Regions from separate parts of the Mus musculus genome. Here region 1 is linked to region 2. A link is a contact called in public HiChIP or PLAC-seq data. All regions are on one chromosome and are shown on one strand. The core of a region is the stretch at or near the end of the contact, and the rest is flanking DNA. Distances in the headings are between cores, read along the strand shown. Region 1 overlaps 2610307P16Rik (RIKEN cDNA 2610307P16 gene). Region 2 overlaps 2610307P16Rik (RIKEN cDNA 2610307P16 gene).

The links. HiChIP or PLAC-seq counts read pairs in DNA pulled down with a chosen protein or histone mark.
Region 1: a contact with region 2 is called in an HNF4G HiChIP or PLAC-seq map of pancreatic cancer cells. The contact joins two enhancer-like sites. A contact is called at or near these places in 3 of 484 Hi-C or Micro-C datasets (the N1E-115 cell line, double positive thymocytes and pancreatic cancer cells) and 2 of 115 datasets of contacts at active chromatin or transcription factors (double positive thymocytes and pancreatic cancer cells).

The regions. Positions count from the first base shown.
Region 1 is chr13:28,630,127-28,635,072 of GRCm38.p6, forward strand. The region is part of intron 5 of 2610307P16Rik (RIKEN cDNA 2610307P16 gene); the gene reads right to left. Among named protein-coding and RNA genes, the nearest start is that of Mir6368, 78 kb to the right of the region's middle. Within about 2 kb of position 3,540, at least 39 of the 459 cell types and tissues checked have an H3K27ac peak or open chromatin away from gene starts, as enhancers often do. A contact at or near this core is called in pancreatic cancer cells, where this site is marked.
Region 2 is chr13:28,525,651-28,531,039 of GRCm38.p6, forward strand. The region is part of intron 7 of 2610307P16Rik (RIKEN cDNA 2610307P16 gene); the gene reads right to left. Among named protein-coding and RNA genes, the nearest start is that of Gm40841, 110 kb to the left of the region's middle. Within about 2 kb of position 3,466, at least 7 of the 459 cell types and tissues checked have an H3K27ac peak or open chromatin away from gene starts, as enhancers often do. A contact at or near this core is called in pancreatic cancer cells, where this site is marked.

The DNA.
Region 1 (4,946 bases), core at 2,290-4,789, 100 kb after region 2:
AGCAGTGTCCCTGAACAGTGTGCTGAGCCCCACTTTGTCTATCTACTGCAGTGGGGCAGGATGTGGGCGGCCTGGGAAAAGAGCCCTCATCAGCACAGTTCTGAGGCTGCCCTTTAATGCATGTCTGTCTGTCTGTCTGTCTGTCTGTCTGTCTGTCTCTGTGTCGGGGGGGGGGGGTGTAGGTGGAGGGAGAGGGAGGCGGAGAGAGAATCTGGCACACATGAGAGTTGGTACTTCATTACAGACTTCCTGTCTTTATCTCTAATAACTATAAAATCCCTTGGGAAGAAAGAAAGGGTGCTATGAAGTGCCACAGGAAGGGGTAGACACCACCAAGGAAAGGAAGGCAGGGCCAGGAAACAAGAAAGCCTGAGAAGGGGGGATGGGGGATGGTGAACAACTGCTCTGGGAGGGACAAACCCTGCACTGGCCTGACCTTCAGGGGAAGCTGCCTACCTGCCTGGTGTTTCCACTGGCCAACAATCCAGAGCTTAGGAGAGCACCCTGGACTGGGGGAGGTCAGACCGTGTTGGCTGGGGCCCACCCACCAGTCACCATTTGCTGGACTATAACCCACAGACCATCTTCAGAGGCTTCAAACACCCCACCTAGGGAAAAACACACCACTAGTGTAGAGTCTGTTACTGCTAAAAAAAACAAAAACAAAAACAAAAACAAAAAGCCCTTAGATTCCCTAGATTGGGTACTTTGCAAACAATGAAATTGGTTTCTTACATTTCTGGAGGCAAGTCCTAAATCAAAGAGCCACTGGACAGATGCCTCGTTGGGCTCGTGTTCCACAGATGGAACCTTCAACTTCACCCTGACCAGAGCTCATGTTCCATAGGACCAGGCACCCAGTAAGACAAAACAATGCCTCATTAGCAATGTGGGGTGCTCGACTGTGCACCCACCCAGCAGACATGAACTCCAGCAAAGGGCTGGGAGTCAGACTGCCACACCCTGTTCTGTACAGGGCAGGTATCAGGAACATTGTACACTGACAATTCCCCTTCCTCAGACAAGAGGCAGGAGAGAGAGCTCAGCTGGTCAAGTGCATTGCTATATAAGAACGAGAAGCTGAGTTTGAGCTCCAGCAACCACAGTGGGAAGAAAAGCCAGGCACTATGGGTATTCTAATCGCAGGACTGCAGAAGTAGGGACCAGAGACTCCATGGAACCTGCTGGCCAGCCAGCCTAGGGGAATCATTGAGTTCCAGGTCCTATGCGAGACTCTATCTCAAAATGTAAGATACGAAGCAATTGAAGAAGACATTCACTATCAACCTTTGATATATACACACACACAAAGACACACACCATAGACTAACACTAAGGGGCAAGGGGCTAAACTATTAGTTTCTAAAAGAAAGTTCATGCATTATATTATAACATATCTTAAAATCTAGAGTAGGGCACACTGCTGTAATTCCATTACTGGTAGAATGAGGCAGGAGGACTTCATGAGTTCATGGCTAGCCTGGGTTTTACAGTGAAACCCTGTCTTTGAAAAAAAAAGAAGGAGGAGGAAGAGGAGGAGGAGGAGGAGGAGGAGGAGGAGGAGGAGGAGGAGAAGAAGAAGAAGAAGAAGAAGAAGAAGAAGAAGAAGAAGAAGAAGAAGAAGAAGATGATGATGATGATGGCTGGAAAGATGGCTCATTGGTTAAGTGCACTCACTGTTCTTCCAGAGGTTGTGAGTTCAATTCTCAGCAACCTCATGGTGGCTCACAACCATCTGTACTGGGATTTGATGCCCTTTTCTGGTGTGTATGAAGATAGCTATAGTGTATTCATATATATATATATATATATATATATATATATCTTTTAAAAATTCAAAGTATACATCCAGAGACACACACACACAAAGAGAGAGTGGAAGATTTTTAAGTTTATGTTTCTGTGAAGAGAGAAAGAAAGAAGAGACAGAGAGAGAGAGAGAGAGAGAGAGAGAGAGAGAGAGGCTATTACGTTTATATGTTTCTATGAAGGTGAACTAGGTAGCAAGTATTTGGGACTCTGTGAGCCAGACTGTGCCCTGATGAGTTAGCTGCATCCTACAGCCCATAGATAGCTAAAGACATAGAGAAACCTGTCCATGTTCTAATGGGATGCTTGTTTACAAAAACAGACACCAGACACAGTGGCTGAGTCCATTGGCATTACCAGGAAAACTGAATGTGGAGGACTCATCTTAAGTCATACAGATCTGAACCACAGTTCTGAAGTTCAGAAAGCCAAGGGAAAATCACCATAGCTGCCTCAGGGCTGGGGTTAGCAAAGGAGCACGGAGAACAATGCTCCTCTGTGTTGAAGACCATAGCTCGGCACAGTTTGAAGATTTTCCAACATCTGTGGAAATCCATGCTTTCCCAAGTCTCAGGAAACTGCATGCTTATGAGAGGCAGGAAGAGGGTGAAGATACACAGTGGTAGAAACTGAGGAAAAGCAGCCCCACGGGGAATCAAAGCACTGATTCTAACTTTCCCATAAACAGCTAAGCTCTTTGACTGCTCCAGCCATACTCCAGAACTCACAGGAGCACAAACTTGGGTCACAGAAATAGAAATATTTAACCAGAGCTGGAGAGAAGAACGAGAGCATTTGCTGGTCTCACAGAGAACCTCAGTTCAGTTCCCAGCACCTATAAAGGATACAAACAGGCAAGTGCCAGAAGCTCCAACACCCTCTTCTGGTTTCCACTGGTATCTGCACATCCATCTCCCTCTCTCTCTCTCCCTCCCTCTTCTCTCACACACACATTATAAAAATAAATGTTAAGAATAAATAAGTAAAACCACTTGGCACTCAGGAAGCAGAGGCAGGCAGATCTCTTAGCCTGAGACCCCCTGGTCTAAAGAGGAAGTTCCAAGACAGCCAGTGCTACAAAGAGAAACCCTGTCTGGCAAAACCAAATAGATAGATATAGATAAATAAATACCCAGAACCATTTTACCACCAAAGGGAAAACACAAAACAAAAAAACCTGTCAGCTGTCACAAAACTAGGGTATGGGGGATTATAAGGCACCATGACTATAAGCCACTAGGTCCATGGGGAGGGTCAAAAATGCATTTCCAGCCTCAACATCACATCCAGTGTTTGTGTGTCTGTGTATGAGTCTATGAATGTACGTTTGAGCATGTATGAGGACCAGCGACTCATTTCCAACCTTGACCTCATGTCCTGCCTTATCACAGACAACCCGGAAGTGATTGTGGAACAAAAGAATGCACAATCAATGAATCACAGACAACTTTGTGAGCTAACTCACACCTTATTCAGAAGGAATATTCCATGCAGAGCCACTGAATTGCATATTTAGTTCTTCAGGAACTACAAGCAACTGCTGGAGTAATAGGAGTGGTCTAAAGGAGGGGAATTACCACTCCAGGCAGCTAATTCCACGCTCAGGAATTATTCATGCATGATGAGAACCCATCTGTAACATCAATGAAGTCTTTATTCTTGAAGACTACTCACAGAGGACTCGGGCTAAGTGTGCTAATATCTCTGCCTGGGCTTTCCCAGGACCTGGGAAATGGCAGTGTGATTGCTCAGCGGGCTGTGTGGTTACTTTCACATCTCCTCCACCCACCATCTATCACCTTGGGATTCCGCAGTCTGCAATGCAAGCTCTCAGCAGCAAAGGGGGTGGGAAGAATGCCTCGACTATTTCTGCCTGTCGCCTTGTTTTCCCCCTCTGACCACAGGGGCAGGGCAGGTGCATTCAGGAGACACTGGCACATAGAACCATTACAACCTCTGAAGTACCTCTCCCTGCTACCCAGCTGAAGGTCAAATGGGAACAGCCTGCCTTCCTCCCACAGGTGCTGGCCCCTCAAAAGGAATGCAGACTTTGAGCTCCATTGATGTTTTCAAAATACTGCTGTCTCTTTGAACTAGCATGGAATGTGTAACTTTACCCACAGACTGTGCAATTTTCCAGCCGTCCAGTTTCTACGATATAACTCATTTCAACTATTTAAAAAAAAAATGCCTTGAAAGAATCCCACTATAAAGATTCAGAAAATAAGCTGTCTTCATCTTTTGCTTAGAAACACCATAGATAATTATGTCCATATGTGCGTGTCCGTGCATATAGAATTTTAGTTTTTCAAAAATGACAACCTTCATTAAAAGGGTCAGCTTATTCAGCAGGCCTCTCTCTTCCTCCCATCTGAGATTCCAGAAGCTGACCCTTAGAAGGCCAGATGTAAATCAGGCTAGAAGGCTCCAGGTCCCAGTTACTCAGTCCTTTAAATGAAAACACTGTTTACCTGCAACAATGATCAAAATGTTGTCCATTTACTTCACAGCCATCTAGATAAAATGAGGCTAATAATTACAGAAAAAGTAAAATATTTCAAATATATAAAGTTTGGAAGTAAATAGTTTAGATAACACTTTCTTGGTTCTTTGTGGTTGGCTGATACAGTGTCCTTGGAATTATTATTAAGAGTAAGCTCACAGCCAGGCAGTGGTGGCACATGCCTTTAATTCCAGCACTTGGGAGGGAGAGGCAGGCGGATTTCTGAGTTCAAGGCCAATCTGGTCTACAGAGTGAGTTCCAGGACAGCCAGGGCTACACAGAGAAACCTTGTCTGGAAAAACCAAAAGGGAAAAAAAAAAAAAAAAAGAGTAAGCTCACAAAAATGTTGCAAAGGAACGTAAATATAAATACTTTTCATTTAATTCAGATATGCATGACTTTACAGGGTGAAATGAGCACACAAACTCATACACACACACACATACATATATATATATATATATATATATATATATATATATATATATATATACACACACCCACAGAGACACACCCACTAACACACACATATACACACAGATATACATACAGACATACATATAAGTATATAAACATACCTATAAACATATAGACATATACACAGACAGGCACAGAAACTACATCTAGACATACA
Region 2 (5,389 bases), core at 2,216-4,715:
AAGTTAGAACAGCTTTAAAATACCACTCCCTAAATTTGAGGCCTGTTTGTGACATTAGTATTAGTGCTATCCATTGACTGGTATAAAATATAGAAACTCTGGCTTATGTCAATTTGCAGTGAAAAAGGACAGCCTAGATCACCCACCTTCACCGGGAAATATAAATGCCTAATGATCTGGATGACATGAAATAAAAAGAGAGGGCTTTTATGTGATGCTATATGTAAGCTAACATAAAAAATGATTGACTCCAGAACTGCTGTTTGTATTGGAAAGATACACACGGTTATAAACAGCTTGATTCAGCTGGTTCCCAACCAATGAAAAGCTCATGCATTTAATGGCTCCCTGGATGGTTCATCAGAACCAACTGTTGGCTTGCAAATGTTTATCATAAAACAAGAAGAAAGGGAGTCTGGCTCACTGTTCATCTGCCTGAGGAATAGACCTTCACTTAAGTTTATCTAAGGGAACACTTCCACCTTCTAACTGGAGTTGTGTCGTCTTTCAAAGCACCTGGGTATTCTCTACATTCTACTGAAAAAGATCCCATAGACTCCCAACAAAAGCACCTGTTACTGGAAGGATCTGAGTGCTTGCTTTAGTTGCAAGACAGACCTTGGAAGGTCAGTAATTCAAACCCTCCATCAGAGAAGGCCTAGAACATTCTGACTAGCCAATTACATTTCTAGAGCCTGCAAAATATTCTAAAGTAATACCTGATCATGAACTAAGTTGATTTTGCAGTTACATAGATCCAAAGACCTAGGAAAAGATCTGATACCAAATCTGCTTCAGTGCAGATCTGCAGTTGACTATATGAGCCAGCCAGCCTTGACCTATCTCCTCCACTGGGTGGGGCAGATTACTCAGTGGTGAAAAATTAGCTATGCTTGAACACCAGTTATGTTAAGAGGGATGGTCAGTCTTGAATAACATGATATTCTTTGGGCAATACAAGATTCAAACAGTGTTACATCTAATGGAAGAGCTATAGATATCTATATTATACCGTTAGGCACAAATCACAATATATAAAGATGGTCTTCATGAGTTAGTCTGAATTCTGATTTGTAAAGTAGGGATATAAGGCTATTATGCCAAATTCACAACTTTACTCTGCAACAAAGCCCAAATCTGTCAACTTATTTGTGATTAAAATTCCTATTCAGTCACTGGAACTAAGCTGGTTCTTGTTTCATGACATTGTCTCACTATACAGTCCAGGTTGTCCTTGAACGTGAAATCTTGCTGCCTCAATCTCCCAACCGCTGGGAGGACAAGTATGTAATCACTACTGTGGGGTTTCAACTGGACTTTGATGCAGATCTCAATTTCCTTCCTTCCTGGTTAGATGTTAATGAATCTTCATGATGAATCAAGGATCCTGACATGGCAAGTGTGGTGTTCAGGGCAAGGGCACAAGCAAGGCCTAAGAGAGAGGAGGCTTTAGCTATTTTTTAGGGCAAACTGCTGGGCTCTGGTGTGACTAGCTGAAAAAATGACTGTCCGGCACCCCGGTTTGAGCACAGGGTGAGTGACAGAACACAGATGCTCAACTTCTTCTTTAATGAAGAAATAGGAAAACAGACAAACAAAATCCACAGAAACAAAAAGCAAAACATAAGTCCCCCCCCCCCAAATGATAGGCAACATGACTTAGAATAGGGGACGAAGGGGAAATAACTGAAGGACTGTCCTCTGAATTCCAGTCAGAGAGTGAAAGACAGCTTAAAACAGAGCTGTGCAAAGGCGCTTAACTCTCTGCATTGAAGGAAACTGTCCAGTTGCCATTTCTTCTTCTAGATTTCCAAATACTGTTTCCTAGTATGTGACTGTGAGAAAGGCTAGCAGTGGGAAGGAAGAAGTTCATAGCTCCCACAGTTTACAAGGAAGGAAGCTGGGACTCTGACATTCCCAGAAAGGATAAAGAAAAACCAAAACCCTCCCTGAAAGAGCTTCCCAGGTCAAAGTGAGGTTAATCTCTGCCAACTGACCACTATGAATGAAAACCGCTGAGCATGGAGGATATGGTTTTGGATTTTGCTTTTATTGATTTTTTGCTTTAACCAATAGCAATTTGGGGGCCTTGGTGCAATTATAGTTGATGGAGGTCAGACAATGAAGACTGTGGGTTTCCAGGCTCCTCTTGATAATTTAGGAGTGAATGATGTCAAATATTTACTCGGGCCACGAATCCAATGCACTTCCTCCTCCTGTCTATTTAGTGTCACGTGACAGAAAGTGTCCCACACATGACAACTGTCACTCATCACAGCTTATCTGATACAATAATCTCAAGAAGCAGGGGTAGCTTCTCCACAGGAGATAGGGAGAAGAAAGTGACCGCCAACAGTTTTAAACATTCCCCACAGCAGAGTATACAACAGGAGCAACTAGATTTAAATCCAACATTCCAGATGTCAAGAGCTCTAATGCCCTGTATACCCAGGGCATTATGAGCAGCACAGCTCACAATTTTGCCAATTCTCTAGTTTAGGAATTCAAGAAATATTTTTGAAAGAAAGGTTTTTAAATCTAAAGTCCTAGCATTTTTTACCTACGTTCCCCCCCCCCCCAAAAAAAGTTTGTAGTCAGAGGCAGTGGTGATACACACCTTTAATCCTAGCACTTCGAAGGCAGAGGCAAGTGAATCTCTGAGTATTTGAGGCCAGCCTGGTCTACAGAGTGAGTTCCAGAAGCCAGGCCTATACAAAACAAACAAACAAACAAACAAATAAATAAATAAGTGTGGATCATTAGAACATGGGAGGGACCTGTGGTCTTTCTAAGTCTGTGCCTTTATGAACAGGCCCTGACCATTGAGACTGGTAGGAAATGACCCTTGTGCTGCTCAATTCAGAGGCCTCAAACCTTTGACCACATCTCAATATTTGTGGGCTCTTTGTCCCTATAACCAGCACTCTTACTTCAATTCCCAACCTTTAAACTCCTAAGGTCATGGAAACATTAATAATGGCCTTCCTTCATGAAACCTCAAGTTCTCTCCCACTTGCACTTCTGACCCATTTACTTACTCTGAAGCCAACAGCAGCAGCCTACTAAACAGCAGTTTCTCAGTAGGAACTCTGAATCTTTCCTCAACATCTTGGACCAAAGAACAGCAGAGCTACAGGAACCTTTATATCTTCGCAGCCTTTTGTCCATACAAACCAATTATGTAACTTAAATTTTTTCCTAGCTTTAATTTTGTGGGGGTTTTGCTTGCTATGGGGAAAGACTATGCTGGCAGTTCCATCTCTTGGCTATTACTAGGCTACACACACACACACACACACACACACACACACACACACACACACACGAGGGAGTACAGACAGACATGGAGACACACAGAAAAAAAAGCAGACACAGAGAAACACCTAAGCTGGCAGCCTGTAGTGATGCACAGACAAAATATAAAGAAAAAGCTTTCCAAAGAGGTTAAGCAAGCATTGCGCAATCAATGCACTGATGTATTGCTTTGTAGCTGGTAGAACTAAACAAAGCAGCAGCTATTTATTGCCAACAGAACAGCATTTTCAGCTGAAATGATAATAATAGCAATTAATGCTCCCTCTGAATTTAATATCTGTGAGGCACTATGGACTAAATGCCTTCCATGAACAATTTTACCCATGAATATAAATGTGTCATGGCAATTTTACAGACTGTAGGGAGGGTAGGGAAGGTTGAGTAACTCGCATGGTGGTGATTAATAATGGAGCCAAGACTGAAGCCCAGGGTGACAATTGTGCTGCACAGGAGGTCTCTGCCAGTAAATGCCTGACCACACTGGTGTCAAAGCCCAGCTATCTCTGTTTTGCTTATTGATCTGTTGACGGAACTCAAAATATCACTCAACTCATTTTGAAAAATTGAGCAATTCATAAAATATTTGGGTGTCAAAATGCATACAGCCACCGGCTCCATCCATCATAACGATCTTTTACTTGTCTCCAGGAAAAGGTACGTGTTATATACAATGGAAATTTATTCAGTGGTAAAGAAGACTAAAGCTACGAAATTTGCAGGAGAAATGGATAGATACGGACAGTTATCTTCAGTGATGTAACCTAGGTCCACAGAGACAAATGCCACATGGCCTCCCTTGTATGCAGATCCTATCTATAGATTCTTTTTTCTTTTTTAGTCATAGGTTTATCATTATCACTGACTGATGGTAAAGGACAGAAAGACAAAAGGAGCTATTACAGAGAGAAGTGATAATAAAATCCATCAGAGATGAAAGGGAGTGGGCACTGGGCAAGATAGAAAAAGCCAAGCCGGGAGGAGGCCAGGAGGATATGGAAGAAGAAGGAGTAATAAAACTAAAGATAGGTAGATATAGATATATAGACAGATATATACCATATAGAAGAACCCACTATTTTATGTGGTTATTGAACACATAACCTGAAAAAAACCAGGGAGATGGCTCAGTGATGTTGTGTGTTCACTGCTCTGGCAGGGTACTTAGGTCCCAGCACAGCACAGCAACCACATCAAACAGCACACACCTACCTGTCTGAAACTCAGGTACAGGAAAAGTGAATCTCTCTTTTCACTTCTGCAGGCTCCTGCATACATGTGTACTCAGGTACACACACACCCACATGCACATACAAAAAAAAAAAAAAACTGAAAGGAATTAAGAGTGGGTACTAAGGCTCTTCCTGGAAGCTGTAGGTTATTAAATAAAATCCCCAGTGCCAGTTGTGGAACACCTCCCTATGGCCAATGAGATCCTAAAAGGTTATTGCCCCAGATCTGTGTTGCTACCTGGACCTTGACAGTAAGGCTCTAATGCTGAAGATACCCCATACTCAGAGAAAACAAACGACAGCTCAGCTAGAAGCTTCTTCCTAAGAACCTCATCCATCTTCATAGCGTCAGGAGTAGTTACATAGACTGCTGGGGGTCGGGGAGTCATCAACGATTTGACCCAGTTGTCAATCGTAACTGATAAGCAATTCTGTGCCCTCTGATGCAATAGTGGCATGACCGTTATAAGGACAACCAATCAACCCCACTGGATTTGAGGCCAGTTTTACAGGAAGGACCTTATGCCTGTTTCTGTAAATTTTGTCGAGAGTCCATGGCTATGGCCATCATAGGCCATAACGGGGGACCTACTACCATCTTTTTGGCTAAATTGTCTTGTTGTCAAACTACCCTCTAAATATTCTATCTTATAGCCATAGGCTAGTACTATTCTTAATCTTAGTCAGAGAAGCTGCTTACCACAGTAGACAGTGTTCAATATCTTGTCACCTATAAGTGACAAGAATAAGTAGTGATGCAGTGCTCATCAGCAAATGGGACAGTTGTCACTTCCTCCATGGTTCAGAGACCATCACAGGAGAATGTGTTGAAAATAATGTCAGGG